Regions from separate parts of the Sus scrofa genome. Here all the other regions are linked to region 3. The links are chromatin contacts, called in public Hi-C and promoter capture Hi-C maps. All regions are on one chromosome and are shown on one strand. The core of a region is the stretch at or near the end of the contact, and the rest is flanking DNA. Distances in the headings are between cores, read along the strand shown.

What was found. Promoter capture Hi-C pulls out the DNA fragments that hold promoters and counts their contacts. Hi-C and Micro-C count contacts between places; a contact is called where the count stands out from the background.
Region 1: a promoter capture Hi-C map of liver shows a contact between it and region 3, with 2.9 times the contacts expected there. The contact joins the promoter of PARP16 here to the promoter of HACD3 in region 3. A contact is called at or near these places in 1 of 5 promoter capture datasets (liver), 4 of 47 Hi-C or Micro-C datasets (liver, mesenteric adipose tissue, retroperitoneal adipose tissue and 1 more) and 2 of 2 datasets of contacts at active chromatin or transcription factors (alveolar macrophages and skeletal muscle).
Region 2: a Hi-C map of liver shows a contact between it and region 3, with 2.5 times the contacts expected there. The contact joins the enhancer-like site here to the promoter of HACD3 in region 3. A contact is called at or near these places in 2 of 5 promoter capture datasets (fetal skeletal muscle and liver), 15 of 47 Hi-C or Micro-C datasets (embryonic fibroblasts, epiblast stem cells, fetal heart ventricle and 8 more) and 2 of 2 datasets of contacts at active chromatin or transcription factors (alveolar macrophages and skeletal muscle).

What each region holds. Positions count from the first base shown.
Region 1 is chr1:163,318,357-163,322,316 of Sscrofa11.1, forward strand. PARP16 (mono [ADP-ribose] polymerase PARP16) reads right to left here and starts at 1,691. Exons shown (of 4, transcript XM_021100127.1): 1 at 869-1,691. The coding sequence starts at 1,042.
Region 2 is chr1:163,342,521-163,346,519 of Sscrofa11.1, forward strand. No RefSeq gene overlaps it. Among named protein-coding and RNA genes, the nearest start is that of PARP16, 24 kb to the left of the region's middle. Within about 2 kb of position 1,926, at least 16 of the 83 cell types and tissues checked have an H3K27ac peak or open chromatin away from gene starts, as enhancers often do. A contact at or near this core is called in alveolar macrophages, embryonic fibroblasts, liver and 1 more, where this site is marked.
Region 3 is chr1:163,524,164-163,527,869 of Sscrofa11.1, forward strand. HACD3 (very-long-chain (3R)-3-hydroxyacyl-CoA dehydratase 3) reads left to right here and starts at 1,709. Exons shown (of 11, transcript XM_003121729.4): 1 at 1,709-2,016. The coding sequence starts at 1,930.

The sequences.
Region 1 (3,960 bases), core at 441-2,940, 210 kb before region 3:
TTGCTGGTTTCAGGATCCTAATATTTTACAGAGGATTTCTATATTTATACTCTTGAGTCATATTGGCCAACAGTTCTCTTTTCCTGTATTATCCTTTCTAAGGATATTATCCTTCTTAAGGATAATACAGGAAAGGATATTATCTCATTAAATTTCAAGATTACACTAGCCAATTTTCAATACTCTGGAAGAATTTCTATAAAACTGGATTACTTATTCCCTCAGTGACTGATAGAACCCACCAATGAAACCAGGTAGTCCTGGAGTTCTAAGGGAAAATCTTTGACTACTACTTCAATGTCTTTAATAATTGTAGGTTTTGATCAATCAATTTGGTTAAGTTATATTCTTCTCGATAATTCCAAACATTTAGATTATAAAAATAACTGATACCTGGAATGCTGACCCTGAGGTGAACTCTGCAAGAAATTGAGTGCTTCGTGAATCATCAAGGAAATAACAGCTCACATGTATACTGTACATGTTATAATCTACAAAAGTACTGCGCATATATTACCTCATCTGAAGATGGAGGTCTGGGTGGCGTTGGTGACTTCTGGTGTCTCATAACTTGCAAAGGGATAACTAACTTCCGGTTGAGCAGAATCAGCTGACGCAAATCAACTCCCCATTACTGACCACACTAGGAAATTTTGGGGAAGCCTATGCAATTGCTGATTTCCTCACTTCACCCGGGGAGTCACTTGTATTAACAAGAGGAAGCAGCCACCTGGTGCTTTAGAAGTGTTCTTAACGCCTAGAAACCTTTCCCCAAGGAAAGTCTGGGGCTGGCACCTTCACTAACACGGATTCCAAGGGCAACGTGGTCTGGGACGCCCGGGTCAGCGCCGGGAAAAAGCACACTTACCAGGGCCTCAAAGTCCTTGCAGTCGTGGCGGGCGTAGGACGCAGGGAAAGGCCGCAGAACCGAGTCGCGCTTGTAGCTCTGCAGGGCCGAGGCGAAGAAGCTGCAGCGGAGGTCAGCGGCCAGCACGTCGCGGCCCGCCGCCTCCCTGACCGCCGCCCAGCCTGCGGGTTGCATCTCGGGTCGCCGCGCGTTGCCGGGAGAGACACGCCGGGTGGGGGCTAGGGCCGAGCCTGCGGTCAGCGCGGAGCTGGGCCCGTGGACAATGGGCTGGACCCGGCCCGGGGTTCACGGACTTGGGGTGAGCCAGGCAGAGGGATGAAGTGACGCGGGTGAGAACGTCCTGACCAGAGTCTCCTGCGGCGGACCGGCCAGTTGAGAAGAAGAACCGGCAGGGACCGCGGGTCGGCGCGGGGGTTGGGCCTGGGGATAATGGGGCCGGGCAGCCGGGAAATCCCAGGCCTGGGGGAGGGGCTATGACATGGGATGAGACGATAACGTACTGACACCTGCCTTCTGAAGGGACGTGGCGCGGGGAGCAGCCCCTGCGGGGACCGCGAGCCCCCTCCCCGTGCGGGGCCAGGCTGAGAGGCCGGCGCCGCGCTGACCCTCCTGCCCCGCCTACGACGGTCGCCGCCTAAGTCCCGGCGCTCTCCAGGCTGACCTCGGCGCTGCCTGCGTTCTGCCAGCGGTGCGCGGCGGCTCGCAGCGTGTCGCCTGCCCGTGGGACTCCCTCGCCCCAACACGTGCCCAGGCCTACCTGCCTGGCCCTCCCCTCTGCCTGGCGCCACCGGCGCCCTCGAGCTCCGCCCAGCCCAGGGAGGGCCCGCCCCCTCCCGAGCCCGCCTCCGCCACCTCCTCCGCGCAGTTTGTCTGCTGTCCCTCCGCAGGAGAGCCCTAGGCGCGAGGTGTGCGCCCCCTCGGAGGTGCCCTCGCCTGCTTGGGAACACCCTCAGGGAAGGTTGGAGTAAAAGCTAAGCCAGGCATTCTTTCCCTTGCCCTTGTCTCAGCTCAAGGCTGAGCCTGCTGGTCTTCTCTGGGGAATTGCTACCACCTACTGCCTAGGACTTGAATCGATTCTCTGAAAAACCGCTGTACAAGAGAAACTGAGCAGGGCCGTGTGGGCTCCTCCACACAAACTTTTCTGTGTCCCCCATTTTTTGGTTTCCATAAATAAGCTTCAGCTTCCATGACTTTCCCTGAGTTCTAAAGGGCAGGTTCAAACAGTAGCTAATCAGGGAAGTGAGGGGATGCAGAGACAGGTAAGAACAGTCAACTAGTGCAGCCTTGGGGCAGTGTCCAGGTTTCTCTTGAAGGAATATCCATTACAATATCTTTGAGTTCTTTTGCAGAACTAAAACCCCCAATAAGGGTGTTCCCACAGTAGCCCAATGGTCACAAACCCGACCAGTATCCAAGAGGACACAGGTTTGATTCCCGGCCTCACTCAGTGAGTGGGTTAAGGATCTGGTGTTGCTGTGAGCTGCGATGTAGGCCACAGACATGGTTTGCTGCAGCTGTGATTTAAGCCTGGGAACGTCCACATGCCGCTAGTGTGGCCCTAAAAGACCAAAGAAAAAACAAAAACACCCAACAAATGAAAATTAGAGAGGAGGATCACCAGTCCTGGGGCCACTAGATTTGAAGAATACAAGCTTGCATCTACCCTGAGCCTTACCTGTGGCCCTACCTTCTACTCCCAAACTATAAGCCCACTTCCTGTTCTCCCCCAAAGGAGGGCACAGCCTTTAGGGCATTAGCCTGCTGTGGCCTCCTTTGCCCAGCAAAGCAATAAAGCTATTTCTTTCTTTTTTTTTTTTTTTTGTCTTTTTGCCATTTCTTGGGCCGCTCCCGCAGCATATGGAGGTTCCCAGGCTAGGGGTCGAATCTGAGCTGTAGCTGCCAGAGCCACGGCAACGCGGGATCTGAGCCACGTCTGCGACCTACACCACAGCTCATGGCAATAGCCGGATCCTTAACCCACTGAGCAAGGGCAGGGGTCAAACCCGCAACTTCATGGCTCCTAGTCGGATTCGTTAACCACTGCGCCACGACGGGAACTCCCAATAAAGCTATTTCTTTCTCCTTTCTCATGTTTCTATTCAGCTCCAGTGGACTGAGGCCTGAGTTTTGGCAACAGAGGGAGCTATCTAACACTCAAGGCAAGTGATTCTCAAGAGTGCTGCTGTAATTCCCAAGGTCCCCCAGCTGAACTGCGTGAATCTGGGATCCTGAAAGCCAAATGACCTTTCCTCTGCTTTTCAGCCTCTAGAATTCTCTGCACTGCTCAAGTCTCTGACCTCTCAAACACAACTTGCCAAGAGCCTTTTTTGGGGTCCTAATACACACACACACACCCCTGGTGGAGCTCAGGGTGGAGACCAGGAGTGAGGCACTCTGAGCTCTGGGAAAACTGGAAGAGCAGGTCTTCAGATATTTTAGGAGATTTTATGAGCCCACTTCTTGCATCTCCTCATATCTAGAAAGACACTAAAACCCTTCATGGTGATGTCTGCTCCTCGTGACTAGTAGTAACTTTCATGAGACCAGCAGCAAACTTGGTAACATGTGTGCACGGCTGCACGCACCTTCCCCTTCCTCACATATATCTTGATATTCCCCTTTCCTCTTTGGGGCTATTTGAGAGCTATCTGAAATACGGCCTCCTGGGCTGTAGTTAAATGGACAAAAGTTGTCATGGTCACTTATGAATGAAGTCACTTGGAAGGGTGGGCTGGTGAGTCCTGAGGGAATTCAGGAAAGAAAGAATACTGATCTGTAGCTGAGGTGCACAGCAAAGGAGTGATTCCAGTAAGCCCACAGAAACTGGTTTTCTGTACATCTTTTGTTCCTAGTACCTCCCCTTTGTTGCAAAAACTCATATATCCTAGCTTCCCCCATCACCTCCTCGAAGTGGTTTCTCAGGGCTACCTGAGATGCTCTCTCCTTGGTTTAGGTCTTAGTTTTGCCCCAAGTAAAACCTGACTCTCAACTTTCAGGCTGTGTTTTATGTCTTGTTTTGTTGTCTTTTTGTTTTTCTAGGGCCTCACCCACAGCATATGGAGGTTCCCAGGCTAGGGGTCTGATTGGAGCTG
Region 2 (3,999 bases), core at 676-3,175, 180 kb before region 3:
TTTGGAAGGATCTGGAAAGAAGGGATAGTTAGCCTCATTCTGAAGGAACAGCTTGCAGAAAGGCCTGGAGCCACCACTGCATGGCGTGTTCTGGAGAAGCCAGGAGCTCAGCTTGGAGGATGACAGGGGCAGAAATTAGCCTCTGCTCTGGTTAATAATTTTTTTGACTGTGTTCATAGCATATGGAAGTTCCCACAACAAGAGTTGAACCTGCGCCACAGCAGTGACCCAAGCCACTGCAGGGACAATGCTGGATCCTTAACCTGCTGAGCCACCAGGGAATTCCCAGCTAATAATAATAATAATAATAATAATAGCACAGGAGTTCCTGTCATGGTGCAGTAGTTAACAATTCCGACTAGGAACCATGATGTTGCGGGTTTGATCCCTGGCCTCGCTCAGTGGGTTAAGGATCTGGCGTTGCCGTGAGCTGTGGTGTAGGTTGCAGACGCAGCTCGGATCAGGCGTTACTGTGGCTATGGCGTAGGCCAGCAGCTACAGCTCTGATTAGACCCCTAACCTGGGAACCTCCATGTGCTGCGGGAAATAGCCCTAGAAAAGGCAAAAAGACAAAAAAATAATAAAAAATAATAATAATAGCACAGTCCTGAATGCTTTACATAACCGGTTTTACTGCTCACAACCTATCAAGTGCGTGCTCTGCTTGTTCATAGATTATAGAGGAGAAAACCATGGCACCAAAGGTTAAAGGTTGTCCACTGGGTCACACAGCCAGAGAGTGACTGAGCGGGGATTGTAAATCTGATCCTTAACCACTGGGTTACACTGCCTCTTGTGAGAGGGACTTGAATGCCAGGCTAAAGGCATTGGATGGCTCTGGGGGCAGTGGGGAGCTATGGCAGTTTCCTGACCCAACCTGCATTTTAGGACATGGCCAAACTCTCCACATCTCCTCTTCAGGGTCTGACAGTCCTTGGTCTCTCCTCAATATTCAAAAAGAAAATCTCCAGAGTTTCCTGGTGGCTCAGTAGTTAAGGACCTGGAATCGTCACTGCTGTGGCTTGGGTTGCTGCTGTGGAATAGGTTCAGTCTTTGGCATGGGAATTTCCACATGCCATAGGTGTGGCCAAAACGCCCTCCATTTCAGCCAAGTCAACCAACTCCTCCCTCCAAGGTCCCCTACTCTTCTTGGTCCTCAATCTACAGGTAACAATCAACAGCCTGCATGGGCTTGAAACAAGAAGACCCAAGTTCCCAGTTCTATCACATCACTTCTCTAGGCCTCAGTTTCTTCATCTGGCAAATGGGAAGATGACAGTAAGTCCAGCCCTGCTCACTACAAGGCTGTGAGAAGACTCAGGAGGTGATGTGAGGGTGTTCTATTCAACACCACGAGAAGTAATAACAGAGGAATCATTATCACTGTGGTACCGAGGACTCCACAGTGACTCTTTCCCTTCCCTGAGGAAGTACCAAGCCATCTGGGCCTCTTACTAGTTCCTGTTCCACCTAGTAAGCCACATGAGCCTTTCCTCAGACACATCAATCACGAAAAAGCATATGCTCTGGAAGTCTAGTAATAATTCATTCACACATTTATTAAGTATCTACTAAATGCCAGGCCCCATGCAGCAAATGATAGCCCCCTGGCTGCTCCCTGGTTTTCCCATGCGCTTGGCTTACCCTGTGCCTTCAGCCTGAGATGTCTTTTCCCCCCTTCTCTACTCTTCTTCCCAGTCTTCCTTAACCCTGGCCCCCAGTGGATCACATTTTCTTGTTTCTACAACTTGCTGGTACCCTTCCAAGCAAACACTTGGATAAATTGCAGTTATTTTCATTCAAGCTTATACTGTCAGCTCACTGAGAGTCTGGGTCTGTGTCTCCCGGATGGGGCTGAGCCAGTCTTAGGGGTGGGTGGCCATCAGGCCCTCCTCCCTGTAGCTGTAATTCTCACTATCTCCACAGGATGGCAGCAAAACCCTCCAGTCACAGCCCTCCCAGGAGCAGAGATCGCAGGCTAGATGCCCTCTGGGCTCTGGAGCTCAGTCCAGTACTGACTGTGGCCTGGCCGGGTTGAGGGCAAAGGGCTCCAGGCGGGGTGTGGCTGGCCTGGGTTCAAGCCCTGGCTTTGCCTTCAACTTCCCTGTGAACTTGAGCAACTCCTGCTTCTCATGGTTCTTGGTTTCCTTATCTGACTCATGAGGGGTTGGGTGGCTCCTTCTGGCTCTGTTACTCTGGGGTCTATGGTCCCTGGTTGGATGTGGTTCTCAGGCTGGCACCAGCTTCCTGTGGCCCCTGATCCATCACTGCCCTAGGAGAGGGAGTTTTCACCATTGCCAGGTGTTCACAGGGGCCTGGTCCCTGGTCCCTGTAACTTCAGGACTGGCCCTCCAGACTGATCATCACTAATCATAGGGATGAGACCCAGAAGCAGGGCTTGGCTGGGAGTCAGGAGCCCTCCCTGTCTTCCTGCAGCCCCTCCCATCACACCCCAGGGCCTCTCCAGTGGGCCTTCCTATTGTTCGCCACCCATCCCCACAAAGGAGTCCTGTGGTCAAACATGCCCAAAGCTTCTTACTCTGCTCCCATCCGAGTGGAATCTAACTCCCCTCCCTGGAATGTGCCTGCCTTAGTGATTTGCTTCTCATGAATAGAATGTGGTAGTGACACTGTGGAACATCCAGGGCTAGATTCTAAACTATGACACAGGCCCTGCCTGGCTCTGTCCTTGGAGCCCAGCCCCCAGGCACATGGAGAAGCCACATGTAGGTGCTGGGGCCGACGGCCAGCATCAGCCACCAGATGTGAGACCAGTGAGTCTTCAGATGATTCCAGCCCCCTGGCTCCAAGCTGCTCTAGCTGATGCCCAGTGGAACAGAGACAGTCATTCCCACTGCGCATTGCCCAAACTGCAGATGTGTGAGCGAAAGAAATGTTAGGTGAAGTCACTAAGTTGTGGGGCAGATAATTGGAGCATCAGATAATTGGAGCAGATTGCAAGCCCTGGCTGCTACTGATTTCTGCCCAAAGTGTGTATGTGTGGGTGGGTGGCAGGGGGTGTATGTGGTGGAGGCCTTCAGCCTGAGGCCTCTGGATGATTTGAGATCCCAGGGCCCAGATTGTAGCCAGGCCACTCAGCTTTGATACCAGTTTCTGCCAAACTTCCTCAATGGAACTCTGTTTCTCCTTTTACCTTCGCCCAGTTCAGGGTCTTGTTAGAACAGGCTCTGCCTATATTTGCATGTGATTTGTGTGCAACTTGCATATATCTGCATGAGTCCGATCAGGTGGTTTTTAAAGGTTTCTGGACCCCTCCCTTGGGGGCGTGGATACTAGCTTCTTGGACTCTTGAAGGGGACAGGGGCACCAGAGGTTACCTGGTCTGCTCTTCCACCCCCAGTCTGCTCCATCAGATGATAAACCCACCACTTCCCCAAGTGGTCCTCAGATGGCCGACATGGATGAAGAATTCCTGTGTTTGTAAAGTTCTGCGTAGAGAAGGGTGAGGTGTTATGTCTATATTTGGGCTTAGTTCTTTCCTCTGGGAACATCAGGACAAATCAACTACTACCTTGCAAGACCCAGGACAGGCACCATTGTGGCCTCAGACTTCTCTTTCTTAGCTCAGCATCCATAGCACCATCACTATTTATGGACCTTAGCCCCAACCACTCCTGCAGGACTCTTTCAGAAGTGCCAGGGTGGAGGCTTTTAGGTGCAGTACCCTGTTTTCAAATGAAATCTCAGGTGAAGTCCAGCATATAAGACAGATAACAGTGGAGTTGCTCTGGGTGAGGGGAGGGCAGAGAGATCCCCCCAGGCCTCTAGCCACAATTGGAGAACCAAGTTTGCAAACCACTGTCCTAGTTTGTTCCTCTCAAAAGATACATCTGGGAGGAGTTCCCTGGTGGCCTAGCAGGTTAAGGATCCGGCAATGTCATTGCTGTGGCTGGGGCACTGCTGTGGCTCAGGTTTGATCCCTGGCCCAGGAACTTCTGCATGCTGCAGGTGTGGCCAAAAAATGAAAAAATAAAACAG
Region 3 (3,706 bases), core at 459-2,958:
CAACTCTCAGTTCCCACCTTCCCACCTCTTTGTAAGCTCAGCACATTCCCCACGTTAAAACACTCTAGGAGAAGTTCCTGTTGTGGCTCAGTGGTAACCTGACTAATATCCATTAGAATGTAGGTTTGATCCCTGGCCTTGCTCAGTGGGTTAAGGATCCGGCATTGCCATGAGCTGTGGTGTAGGTTGCAGACATGGCTGGGATCCCATGTTGCTGTGGCTGTGGCTATGGTGTAGGCCAGCAGCTGCAACTCCAATTAGATTGCTAGACAGGGAACTTCCATAGGCTGCAGATGCGGTCCTAGAAAGAAAAGCAGAAACAAACAAAAAAAAAACCACTCTATATCTTATACAACCTGACCTCTGAGCTAAATGTTTTCTGAGAGCTGGCATCATTTCATCCCTGGTTCCCTGTGCTCAGCATTTCACTAAATAAATAGGGGCTAACAGAACTGAAACTTTAATTTTTGTCCCAGATTTCTGATTTTCAAAGAAATGTTGCTTCCTCTTAGATTCTTCACTGCAGCAGACTTGGCATGGATGTGGATATGGATGAGATAGTTTAAATTAGACAAAAATTAGTGTTTCTTATTTTAAGAGACAAGTCTCCTGTCCCATAGGACAGCCACTAATTTGTGACTATTTAATTAGATGTAAATGAAATTAAAAATTCAGTTTCTCAACCTGTGTAGCCACATTTCAAGCACTCAAAAGCCTCATGTGGCTAGTGGCTACTGTAATGGACAGCACAGAAAAGGATATTTCCATCATTGCATAAAGTTCTATGGAAAAGCCCTATGGAAATTTCTGGCCCTTAGGCTTACTCTCCCCTCAGAGAACACTCGTCCACCCTCTCCCACACCAATTCCCCTATAACCATCGTCATCCTTATTATGTCTGCAATTACTAGTATCTTTTAAGAGACCTCAGGTACTGTGTCTTACTCCTGAAGCTCGGGATTTTAGCTTCAGGCACAGAGTAGGTAAATGCTGAATTAGTGAGTTACCAGAGTTTATTTATTTATTTATTTTTTGTCTTTTGTTGTTGTTGTTGTTGCTATTTCTTGGGCCGCTCCCGCGGCATATGGAGGTTCCCAGGCTAGGGGTTGAATCGGAGCTGTAGCCACCGACCTACGCCAGAGCCACAGCAACGTGGGATCCGAGCCGTGTCTGCAACCTACACCACAGCTCACGGCAATGCTGGATCGTTAACCCACGGAGCAAGGACAGGGACTGAACCCGCAACTTCGTGGTTCTTAGTTGGATTCGTTAACCGCTGCGCCATGACGGGAACTCCCAGAGTTTATTTTTTTATGCTTTTTTTTTTTTTTTTTTGCTTTTTAGGGCCGCACTTGCGGCATGTGGAAGTTCCCAGACTAGGGGTCCATTCCGAGCTACAGCCGCCGGCCTACACCACAGCCACAGCAACATGGGATCCGAGTCATGCCTGCAACCTACAGCACAATTCATGGAAACTCTGGACTCTCAACCCACGGAGCAAGGCCGGGGATCGAATCCCCACTCTCAGGCACACTAGTCGGATTCACTTCGCTGTGCCACAGTGGGAATCCCCTCTTATGCTTATTTTTAAGCCTCCTCCAGAAGAGACGGAACCGCGACGCACTAGCCAATTCCAACTCCGGAGGCCGCCTCAGCAAACTGGAGCTTCCCGGGTTCTTGGGCCCGCCCCCTCCCGCCCCGCCCCCACCAGACTCGAGCCGAGGCCCGGAGCCCGCGCAGCTGCCCCCGCTCCCCCCGCCCCGCGCTCGCCACTGCGCAGGCGCGGCCCGAGAGCGTGGGTCATCTGGAGGCAGCAGGCACTCCGGAGCCCTGGGGTTTGCGGCCTGCGTTCGGCAGGCTCCAGCCGCGCACTACTTGAGGGAAATAGGCTCAGCAAGCTGAGTCTCCCCGCACCCTGGGCAGTGTGGTCATGGAGAATCAGGTGCTCACGCCTCACGTCTACTGGGCTCAGCGGCACCGAGAGCTGTATCTGCGCGTGGAGCTGAGTGACGTGCAGGTAAAGGCCGGGCGGCTTGACGTTCGCGGGGTCGTAGCTCCCGGGACCAGCTGGGATACTGGTCCCCATTGTCCGGGTGCGTGCCAGAGAGCCAGCAGTGCGCCTATGCGATCCACGACGCGATGCGCTCTTGGCGTCCAGGCCCGAGCAAAGACTGGCCCTCATCTAGGCAGACTGTGGGTGCGACTCCCTGAAGGCTGCGGGTGCCTCGGGTGATGCGTGAGGCCCGTGTGGGCCGCGGAGGCTGCCCCGGGCCGCCTCCTTGTTCGCAGTCTGCGGCCTGATGGAACCTGAGCATGGCCCTTGGAGGCCTGGCCGTCGGGGTTCGCGAAGAGCTCGTCGGGTTGGGGGTGCCGTGTGACACTGGCTTCCTGGGCCTTGGCTGGACGTCTCTGCTGGCCTGAGAGGTCCAGTTAAGTCCCCTCAGCTGCATCAGAGGGGCCACACCCACCTCCCAGCCATTCAGTGGTGGGTGTCATTCTTGTTAATTTTGAAGTCCAGAAGACTTCAGAGAAGATACCTCACGCCCACCGCCCCCTTCTCAGGGCTGTGAGCTCAGGTTTGCTGAGTTGCATAGAGAACTTCAAAATTATCTTGTTGGGGCATTTATGTTTGATCTCATTGGCCCGCATATGAACAGACTGAGGCCTACTACACGGTGGAGATTTCAGGACCTGAGTACCCCCATGTCTCTGTCCACACTATGCAGGATTCTCGTCTTAGGGGAACTGGAATTTTCCATCGGGAATGTTCTTTCTGCAGTCATCCTTACTTCCTACTCTCTTTGACATCTATGGCACTCTGTAGCCTCCTTCACTTAACTCTCTCTGCCTCTGAGGTAGAGGTTTATGTTTGGATCTGTCAGCCCATGTGGCGTATTGTCTTGCCAGCTGTAGGTGCTCTTTGTGGTCTTGAATATGTTGAATTTAAATTTTTGCTTCTGGATTATAAACCTGTTTTCTCATTGAAAGATAAAGACAGGAGTTCCCCTCCAGGCTCGGTGGTTAACGAACCCGACTAGGATCCATGAAGATGCAGGTTCAATCCCTGGCCTCACTCAGTGGGTTAAGGATCTGGCGTTGCCATGAGCTGTGGTATAGGTCGCAGATGTGGCTTGAATCCCAAACATGCAGCCCTAAAAAAAAAAAAAAAAGAAAAAAGAAAGAAAGAAAGAAAGATAAAAGACAAATACTGGCCAGAATGCCTTTAAATAGGCTGTGGCATTGCCCAGTGTGTCATTTAATGTGTTAAATCAGGCTGAATTACACTTTTGCATCAGAGGATGAATAAACATTCTGTGCTGTCTCCCTCTACTCTGCTCCAGGGAGTTTTGATAAAAAAGGAAAAAACAAACAAAATCTTTGTAGACAGGGATCAGAGTCTCCTTCTAGAGAGGATTCTTCAATCAATAAGAAAAGTACAGAACATGTGTTATGGCAGTCTCTTTTAAGTATTCAGTTAAGCATTAAATATTAAGCACTATTTACCAATTAAATAAAAGCAAGCCCTCTCTAGTAATACAGGTGTAATATTCTGGAATGCTTCTGAAGCTACAAATAAAAAAGCTGTTTTTAGGGGAAGTTGGGTGGTGTTGGTGGAAAAAAATGTAAATTGGAAAAATGAAAGAATGCATCATACTTATATTTTTCCTGAAAGATCTAAATAAATCATTCAGTTAAGAAACATGAAC